2 separate regions of the Sus scrofa genome follow, and region 2 is linked to region 1. The links are chromatin contacts, called in public Hi-C maps. All regions are on one chromosome and are shown on one strand. Each heading gives the region's core, a stretch centred on a gene start, on an enhancer-like site or on the middle of the called end of the contact. The rest is flanking DNA. Distances are from core to core; before and after follow the strand shown. Region 1 holds the start of GFI1B (zinc finger protein Gfi-1b). Region 2 holds the start of GTF3C5 (general transcription factor 3C polypeptide 5).

Region 1 (4,094 bases), core at 164-2,663:
CTTCATTTCCAGGGCTGCCTACCACGGGGAATGGTGTTGGCCCTCACAGGCAGCCCTGGAGAGGGTCCGGAGGCAGGGAGACCTCAGGTGGCAAGAACCTAAGTGAGGCTGTGTGTACCCTCCTCCCTCCCACCCCAGGCTTCAACTGAAGTGCCTGGGGCTGGGGGCCTGGACACTGCTCTCCCATAGAGAGGATCCTTCATGGCTCCAGGGAATGCCTGCCTTTTTTTTTTTTTTTTTTTTTTTTTTTTTTTTTGCCACAACCTCAGCATGCCAAAGTTCCCAGGGGAAGGATGAAACCTGCATCACAGCAGTGACAACACCAGGTCCTTAACCACTAGCCCATTGGGGAACTCCCAAGACCTGCCTTTACTCACAGCCTGGGATCCTGGTCTGCAAAGGGAGACCCTGAGCTGATTACTTACTTAATGGGGAAGATGAGGCCCCTAAGTGGGATTACATCTTAGGACAGCAGCTGAATTCTCTGGGTCCGATACAGCAGCTAGAAAATACCACAAATAACTAAATGCCCTGAATGGGGGAGGTGGCTGATAAGGTAAGCCACACAAAACTGTGAAACCATTTAACATGTTAAAAAAAAAAAAGAATTTGGAGTTCCCGTCGTGGCTCAGTGGTTAACGAATCCGACTAGGAACCATGAGGTTGCGGGTTCGGTCCCTGGCCTTGCTCAGTGGGTTAACATCCGGCGTTGTCATGAGCTGTGGTGTAGGTTGCAGACGCGGCTCGGATCCCGCGTTGCTGTGGCTCTGGCGTAGGCCGGTGGCTACAGCTCTGATTCAACCCCTAGCCTGGGAACCTCCATATGCCGCGGGAGCAGCCCAAGAAATAGCAACGACAACAACAACAACAACAAAGACAAAAAAAAAAAAAAAAAGAATTTAGGAGGGACTGAAATAAAGTAACATTCACTGGGAAAAAAGGGCCTGCTGATTGATGATAGCAAAATGTGTGTGTGTGTGTGTGTGTGTGTGTGTGTAATAAAGTGAGAATGTGAGGAGTTCCCGCTGTGGTACAGCAGGTTAAGGATCCAACAGGTTGTCACTGCAGCAGCTCGGGTCGCCGCTGTGGCTCAGGTTCAATCCCTGGCCAGGGAACTTCCACATGCCACAGGCAAGGCCAGAAGAAAGGGGGACATTTGGTGTTCCTGTCATGGCGCAGTGGAAATGAATCCAACTAGCAACCATGAGGTTGCAGGTTCAATCCCTGGCCTTGCTCAGCAGATCAAGGGTCTGGCGTTGCTGTGAGCTGTGGTGTAGGTTGCAGACACTGCTTGGAGCTGGCGTTGCTGTGGCTCTGGTGTCTACACGGCGGGCAGCTGTAGCTCTGATTAGACCTCTAGCCTGGAACCTCCATAGGTAGCAGGTGTGGCCCTAAAAAGCACACACACACAAAAAAGGGGGTGGACATTCAAGTTAAGGGACAAGCCCTTGAATTACTTTTGATTTTTCTTTTCTAATGTAACCACTTTCCAATTATTTTTAATTTTTCTTTACACCCTTGACTTATTTGTCAAGTTTTCTGCATAATGACAAATCGTTCCAGTTGCCTGTGGGCCAAGTGCAGCACCCAAAGAAGGTTGCAGGTGTTTCCACTAGTCCCTCTCCATCAGGAAGACAGAGACTGTCTCCTGCGTTTGGCTCCCGGTTGGGACCCCCGGCCCCAGGAGCACCGCCTAGACCGGCGGGACCCCCGCCCAACAGCAGTGGGGTCTCCCGAACCTCCCCCCACTTGCTCTCCGCGTCGGACCTTGGACTTCAGTTATGTTGCGGCTTCCTGTCGCCAAACTTGTTTTCTTTTTGCGGGAAACCTAATCTCTCCAGCGCTGGGCTGGCAGAGCATGCAAATCAGCCTAACAGTGCTGTTTTGTGAGTGCTCCCCGTATGCAAAACCTCCTGAAATACATCAGGCGGCCCGGAAGCCCAAGGAAGCTGGAGGGGCCGAAGAGGAAGGAGGAGGTGGGGGGTCGGGGCTGGGGGCTTGGGGTGGGGCTCCGTGCCCGACAGGATGAAATATCCGGACCGGCAGTCCCAGCTTCCCACGCCCATCCCTCCTAGGTGGGGACACCTGGCCCCCACCCCCACCCTCGGCCTCCCATGGCTCCTCCGCGGCCACCAGATGGCGACACACGCGGGCCTGGGACCCAAGCGCATCCTGCCCCGAACCTGGGCGGTGGAGGTACAGCGGGAAGCACCCGCGTTCAAAACCACACCCGCTGCTCCTCACCCGTTCTGGGGCCAAGTCTGGGGACGCGTGAATTTGACTTTTTGCTTTTTTTTTTTTTTTTCCTCCCCTCAACGGCAACCTCTGCAAGGACAAGAAAGGCCACTCTAAATACAAAAGCGGCCTTTAATAGCACAGGTGAGGGCTTTCTCCGGGAGCGCTTGAGCTTCCAGGGGGAAGGGGAGGAAAGGAAGAAAGGGAGAAAAACGGAAAGAAGGCAAGGGAAAGGAAAGGGGTGCCGGGGGCGGGGGGAGAAGAAAAAGAAAAAAAGGAAAGAAGAGAAAGAAGGAAGGAAAGAAAAAGGGAGTTCTTGCCGTTGCGCAACGGAAACGAATCCGACTAGGAACCATGGGGTTGCGGGTTCAATCCCTGGCCTCGCTCAGCGAGTCAAGGATTCGGCGTTGCAGTGAGCTGTGGTGTAAGTCAGAGATGCGGCTCGGATCCCGCGTTGCCGTGGCTGTGGTCAAGGCCGACAGCTGTAGCTCCGATTGGACCCCTAGCCTGGGAACCTCCATATGCCGCAGGTGCAGCCCTAAAAAAAAGGACCAAAAAAAGGTGTGGGGGGGGAGAAAAGAAAGTGAAAGAAAGAGACTAACTTGTGAGTTCTCTGTACAAAATAAGGTTTATAAATTAAAGTTTTATTTTGACTTTAACTTTTTCGATTTAATAATTTAGCCATTACTTTTTAAATGCACATGCTGTTAAAAAGTTCTGGAGAGAAAGCGCCGCTCCGGGCGCGGGCGCGGAGGGAGAGAAGAGAATGAAGCGTCTTGAGTCGCCGAGAGCTTTGATAAGCAAATACAGCCCAGCGCTCTCGCTCTCTCTCTATTGGCTGTTCCTTCACCGCCAGATTTTGACACAAATAATCAGATTGAAAATCAGGGAGGGGAACAGAAGAGGAAAAAAAAAAAAGAGAGAGAGAGAGGAGAAAAAAAAAAAAAAAAAAGGAGAAGTATCTATTTGTGCAGAGAGTCACGAAGTTTGCCGGGTGGCTCCGATTCCCCAGAGGAAGGCAGCGAGGTTCCCACCGCGGGACAGGAGGCGCCGAGCTCAGACAGGTGAGTGCTTCGGAGGCCCCTACCTCTCCTTTTAAAATTTGCATATCTGACTTAGTTGGTTTCCCAGCGGGTTACCTAGTCCCTTTAGCAATCCTGGGAGGATTAAGGTGGGCTGGAAACGTCTCTTTTGCGGGAGGTGGCTTTCAGCCCTGGGGCTCGGGAGAGAAGAGGTGGTAAGGAGACAGTCTTATCTGAGATGCCGAGAGCCCCTGTTCCTTCCACCAGCTCTGCAAGAACATCCTTTCAAGACTCGATTCCAGGCTCACAGATGCCCACTGCCTGCACGATACCGTGCCCATCTCACAGCTCTCCCAGGGGCCTGGGCAGCCCATGCAGGACCCACGTGGAGGTGTCTGAGTTGGTACCCGCCTTCAGGCACAGGTTGGCCCTGTCCCCAGGGCACTCTGAGCCTCTCTTTGGCTGTGAAATAAGAGAAGGGGTAGAGGACTCTGAAGGAAGTGCCGGCTTCAGGACCCGCAGCCCCAGGCCACCTTCACCAAACTCCAGGGACACTGGGAGAGTCGGGCTCTTCTCATCTGGAGCCTATTGAGGGGTGCATCTCCCAGTGCCAGGAACTAGAGGTGGGGAGGTAGAAACTCACCCTCTTTTACCTGATCTTGAAGAACAAGCCAAGTTAGAGTCTGGGCTTCTGGGGAGAGGTGCTCGCTCGGAAGAAGGGCTTATTGGAGTTCCCTTGTGGCGCAGCAGGCTAAGGATCCCACACTGTCACTGCAGCAGCTCAGGTTCGATCCCTGGCCCAGGAACTTCCACATGCTGCAGACGCAGCCAGTACAT
Region 2 (3,793 bases), core at 1,268-3,767, 42 kb after region 1:
CTGACAGCCTCCACTTAGTGTGCCCATGGCTGTGCTCTGACCTTGAGGCTGGCTTGAACTGAAGGTTCAAAGGAGTCAAGGGCCTCAGTCGCTGAAGAACTACTTCCAGAGCATCTGCCCCATGCCTGGCCTGAGTCAAAGCCTAGGGAGGCAGTGAGGGACCAGGCCCACCAAGCCCTGCCCTCAGGAAGCTCTGTGGGGTGGGGGGTAGTGGGGTGGAGAGGAACAAAAAAGAAATAAAACAGGAGCTCCCGTTATGGCATGGCATAGTGGAAAGAACCCGACTAGTGACCATGAGGTTGCAGGTTCGGTCCCTGGCTTTGCTCTGTGGGTTAAGGATCTGGTATTGCTGTGAGCTGTGATGTAGGTTGCAGACTCGGCTTGGATCCTGCTTTGCTGTGGCTGTGGTGTAGGCCAGCAGCTGCAGCTCTGATTTGACCCCTAGCCTGGGAACTTCCTCATGCCACAGGTGTGGCCCCCAAAAGCAAAATAAATAAATAAAGCAGCCCTGAAGCCTCTGTGATGGGTTTGGGTGCCCCAGGCACAGAGAGGTAAGGAGTCGAATTGGAGCTGCTGCTGCGGCCACAGCAACTTGGGATCTGAGCCACATCTGTGACCTAAGTCCTTAACCCACTAAGCGTGGCCAGCAGGGATCAAACCTGCATCTTCATAGACACTAGTCGGGTTCTTAACCCGCTGAGCCATATTGGGAAGTCCTAACATTTCTGTAAAGTTTTCAACCCTTGGTTATTTAAAGGAAATTAAAAACATTTAGAAAATACAGGAGTTCCCATTGTGGCTCAGCAGATTAAGAGCTCTACTAGTATCCATGACGATGTGGGTTCGATCCATGGCCTTGCTCTGTGGGTTAAGGATCCTGAGTTGCCACAAGCTGCAGTGTAGATCAAAGAGGCAGTTCAGATCCCACATTGCTGTGGCTGTGGTGCAGGCCAGCAGCTGCAGCTTTGATTTGAACCTAGCCTGGGAACTTTCATATGCCACGGGTGCAACCCTAAGAAAGCAAAAAACAACAACAGATTACTGCTCAGGGGAGCATGGAATGAGAGAAAAGACAGGAGGCATTTAAAAGGACATTTAATGTCAAGGCATGGAAAATTCCGGAGAATTCTCTTGGCTGCACTGCACAGAATCTTCTTCCCCAGTGGAGCAGGCAAGTTCCGGCTGGAGAAGGCAGGTCAAGGACTGCGAAGCCCTTGTGCCTGGCCTCCTCCAGCTCCTCCACCATGTGCTGCTGGTGGACTCCTCCCAGCGATCTGAGTGGGCTTCCTTTCAGGCTCCCAGCCGATGACATATACCTCACATTCAGATTACACATTTTTCTTTAAAAAATGTATTTAGTGGTCCCTGCAGTCATTTATTCGGCCTTCTTAAATCCATCTAGAATAATAACATAACTTTTTGATTCAGGAGTCATTTCAGAAACGTGGGGTATCCATTCCCAAGGAGTCTCTTTTATCTCCTAACGTCCTCGAATCCAGTCCCTTCTTTCCATCCTCACTGCCACTTCCCCCGGCAGCATTTCGTGCCTGGATTATGCAACCTCTCTCCGGTGGTTTATCTGAGTCTGCTTTTGGTGTCTCTGGTCTATTCTCTACACAACAGCCACAGAGGAGTTCCCTGGTGGCCTAGCAGTGAAGGGTTCAGGGTTGTCACTGCTGTGGCTTGGGTTCGAGTTCAGGCTTGGGGACTTCCACATGCCACAGGCACCGCTAAAACATAAACAAACAACGCCAAGGAAACAGCCAAAGAGTCAAATGCATAAATCAGATTCCCGCACTCCCAGCACAAAACCCTTCAAGGGCTCTCCATTGCACTCAGAAAAAGCCAACCCGTTAGGTAAATCGTTTTAAGGATCTGTTTGGCCTTTGTCGACCTCTGACCCTTCATCTCCCTCCACTTTGCTCCTTCAAGTTTCGCTTTTTGTCACTTCCTAGAACGGCCCCCAGTCGCTCGCTTCGGGGTCTCCTCACTTCATGCTTCGGTGAGGTTTGAGTGGTGCCCAGCACACAGCAGGCGCTAAATAACTAAGAAACGAAGGACGGACGCCCGCCTTAGTCCGCGCGGGGAGCGCTTCCGCGTTTTCTGAGAGTGGAGGTGGGCAAGCATTCAAAGTGCATTTCCAGATCGCGCTCTCCATGTCCAGATCGGACTCCTCGCGGCCTCCGTGCGCCGCTAAAAACCACATTCTGGGGCGGTCAGCGGGAAAGGGAGGGAACCCACCCGGGAGGAAACCCACTTGGCGGACCCGGGGTCCGGAAACCCATTGCTTACTGGGACCTTTCCACGCAGGAAGAGCGGCCGGAAGTTTGCTTCGGACACGCCCCCATCTATTATTGGGTTAAATCCCAGGAAGGGGCGGGGACCCAACCTAACCCTGGTTCATTATTGGCTAAAACCTAAGGGAGCCAAGGAAGGGGGCGGAAACCCGGCTTCGTCTTGACTCTTCATTGGCTAAAAAGCTCGGCTCGGCCCTCGGGTTCTCATTGGCTAAAGTCGAGGGCTGGGTGGTGTCTTACAAGCGTCGCCGTCCCTCGGGTTGGTGGGAGAGACAGGCCCTTACCCCGCCCCTTGGGCTCCAACCCTCTTCATTTAAAACACAAAGTTGAGGATCCAGCGGGTGTTAACTCCGAAGTCTTAGGCCCTTCCTTCGGGCCTTTGCTCCCTGAGGACTTCGAGCCTCGCGCAACTCAGGGATTTGGGGAGGCGCGAGCCAGGAGGAGGCCGGAACGATTCCTTCGCGGAACCTTTGGGGCGAGGCCTCTGGGAGCGCGAGGACAGGAACGGACCGCGGCGGACCCGACTAGACTGGCAGGGATGGCGGCGGCGGCCGACGCGGGGCAGGGGGGCGCCGTCTCGGTGGACCTGCGGCACGAGCGGCGCATGGTGTGTGTGGAGTACCCGGGCCTGGTGCGCGACGTGTCCAAGATGCTGCTGACCCTGGGCGGCGAGGAAAGCGTCTCCCGGGTGAGGAGCGTGGAGTCTCCGGGGTCCACGGGGCGGACAATCGCGGGACAACGGCCAGAGGGGCGGGACCACCCAGGGACGCGAGGTTTCCTTGGCAGTGGAGCTTGAGGCTGGCTCTGCAGCGGCCAGCGGGCGGGGATTTGCTTCTGAGACCACTCGGCGTGGACCGTTTTTTCTTCGCGGGCAGAGGGCGCGTGAAAAGAACCATAGGGAGACGCAGAGAGGGTCTCCCATCCTCGGATGAGCCGCAGCTTTGGCATTTCTGCCTTGAGCTCAGCTCAGCTGCAGCTCCCCGCTTTCTGCCACCGCAGGATGTGCTGGACTGCCACATCCTCATTTCACGAAGCAGAAAACTGAGATATGGGAAATTAGGAACCGTCGACCTAAGTGAGAGGGAGGAAGGAAGAATTATGTTATTTAGGCTAAAGGTAGTCAAAGCTAACAACTTACTCTGTACGAGCTACAGTTCTAGGTGCTTTACTTAAAACATGATCCTCACTGGAACCCTTCCTGGTAGGAAGTGTCAGTGTCTGAATTTTACAAGGAAACTGAAACAGCTTGTTCAGATTCGCCCAGCAAAGAGTGGAGCCGAGATGAATTCTTAGCTTGTGCAAAGAAAGCTCAATGTAAGGGCTTTACACGAACCAGATCTTGAAGTGTCTCCTCTTGAGAGAGTTGTTCCCTGATGGCCCTCACTAAAGTGGCTGCTAGCAGTTAATATCTGCCTACCCAACCTGCTAATTCCAACCTGAAGTTATTTTAACGTGTTAATTGTCTGTCTTGGACTCTTGGCTCTGAGTCTGTAAAT

The links. A called contact is a pair of places that touch in the nucleus more often than the background predicts.
Region 2: a Hi-C map of fetal liver shows a contact between it and region 1, with 2.2 times the contacts expected there. The contact joins the promoter of GTF3C5 here to the promoter of GFI1B in region 1. A contact is called at or near these places in 1 of 5 promoter capture datasets (fetal liver) and 9 of 47 Hi-C or Micro-C datasets (blood, brain, embryonic fibroblasts and 2 more).

The regions. Positions count from the first base shown.
Region 1 is chr1:272,699,973-272,704,066 of Sscrofa11.1, forward strand. It overlaps GFI1B (zinc finger protein Gfi-1b), which reads left to right and starts at 1,414. Exons shown (of 8, transcript XM_013993949.2): 1 at 1,414-2,379; 2 at 2,917-3,299. The coding sequence starts at 3,002.
Region 2 is chr1:272,741,010-272,744,802 of Sscrofa11.1, forward strand. GTF3C5 (general transcription factor 3C polypeptide 5) reads left to right here and starts at 2,518. Exons shown (of 11, transcript XM_021070913.1): 1 at 2,518-2,985. The coding sequence starts at 2,836.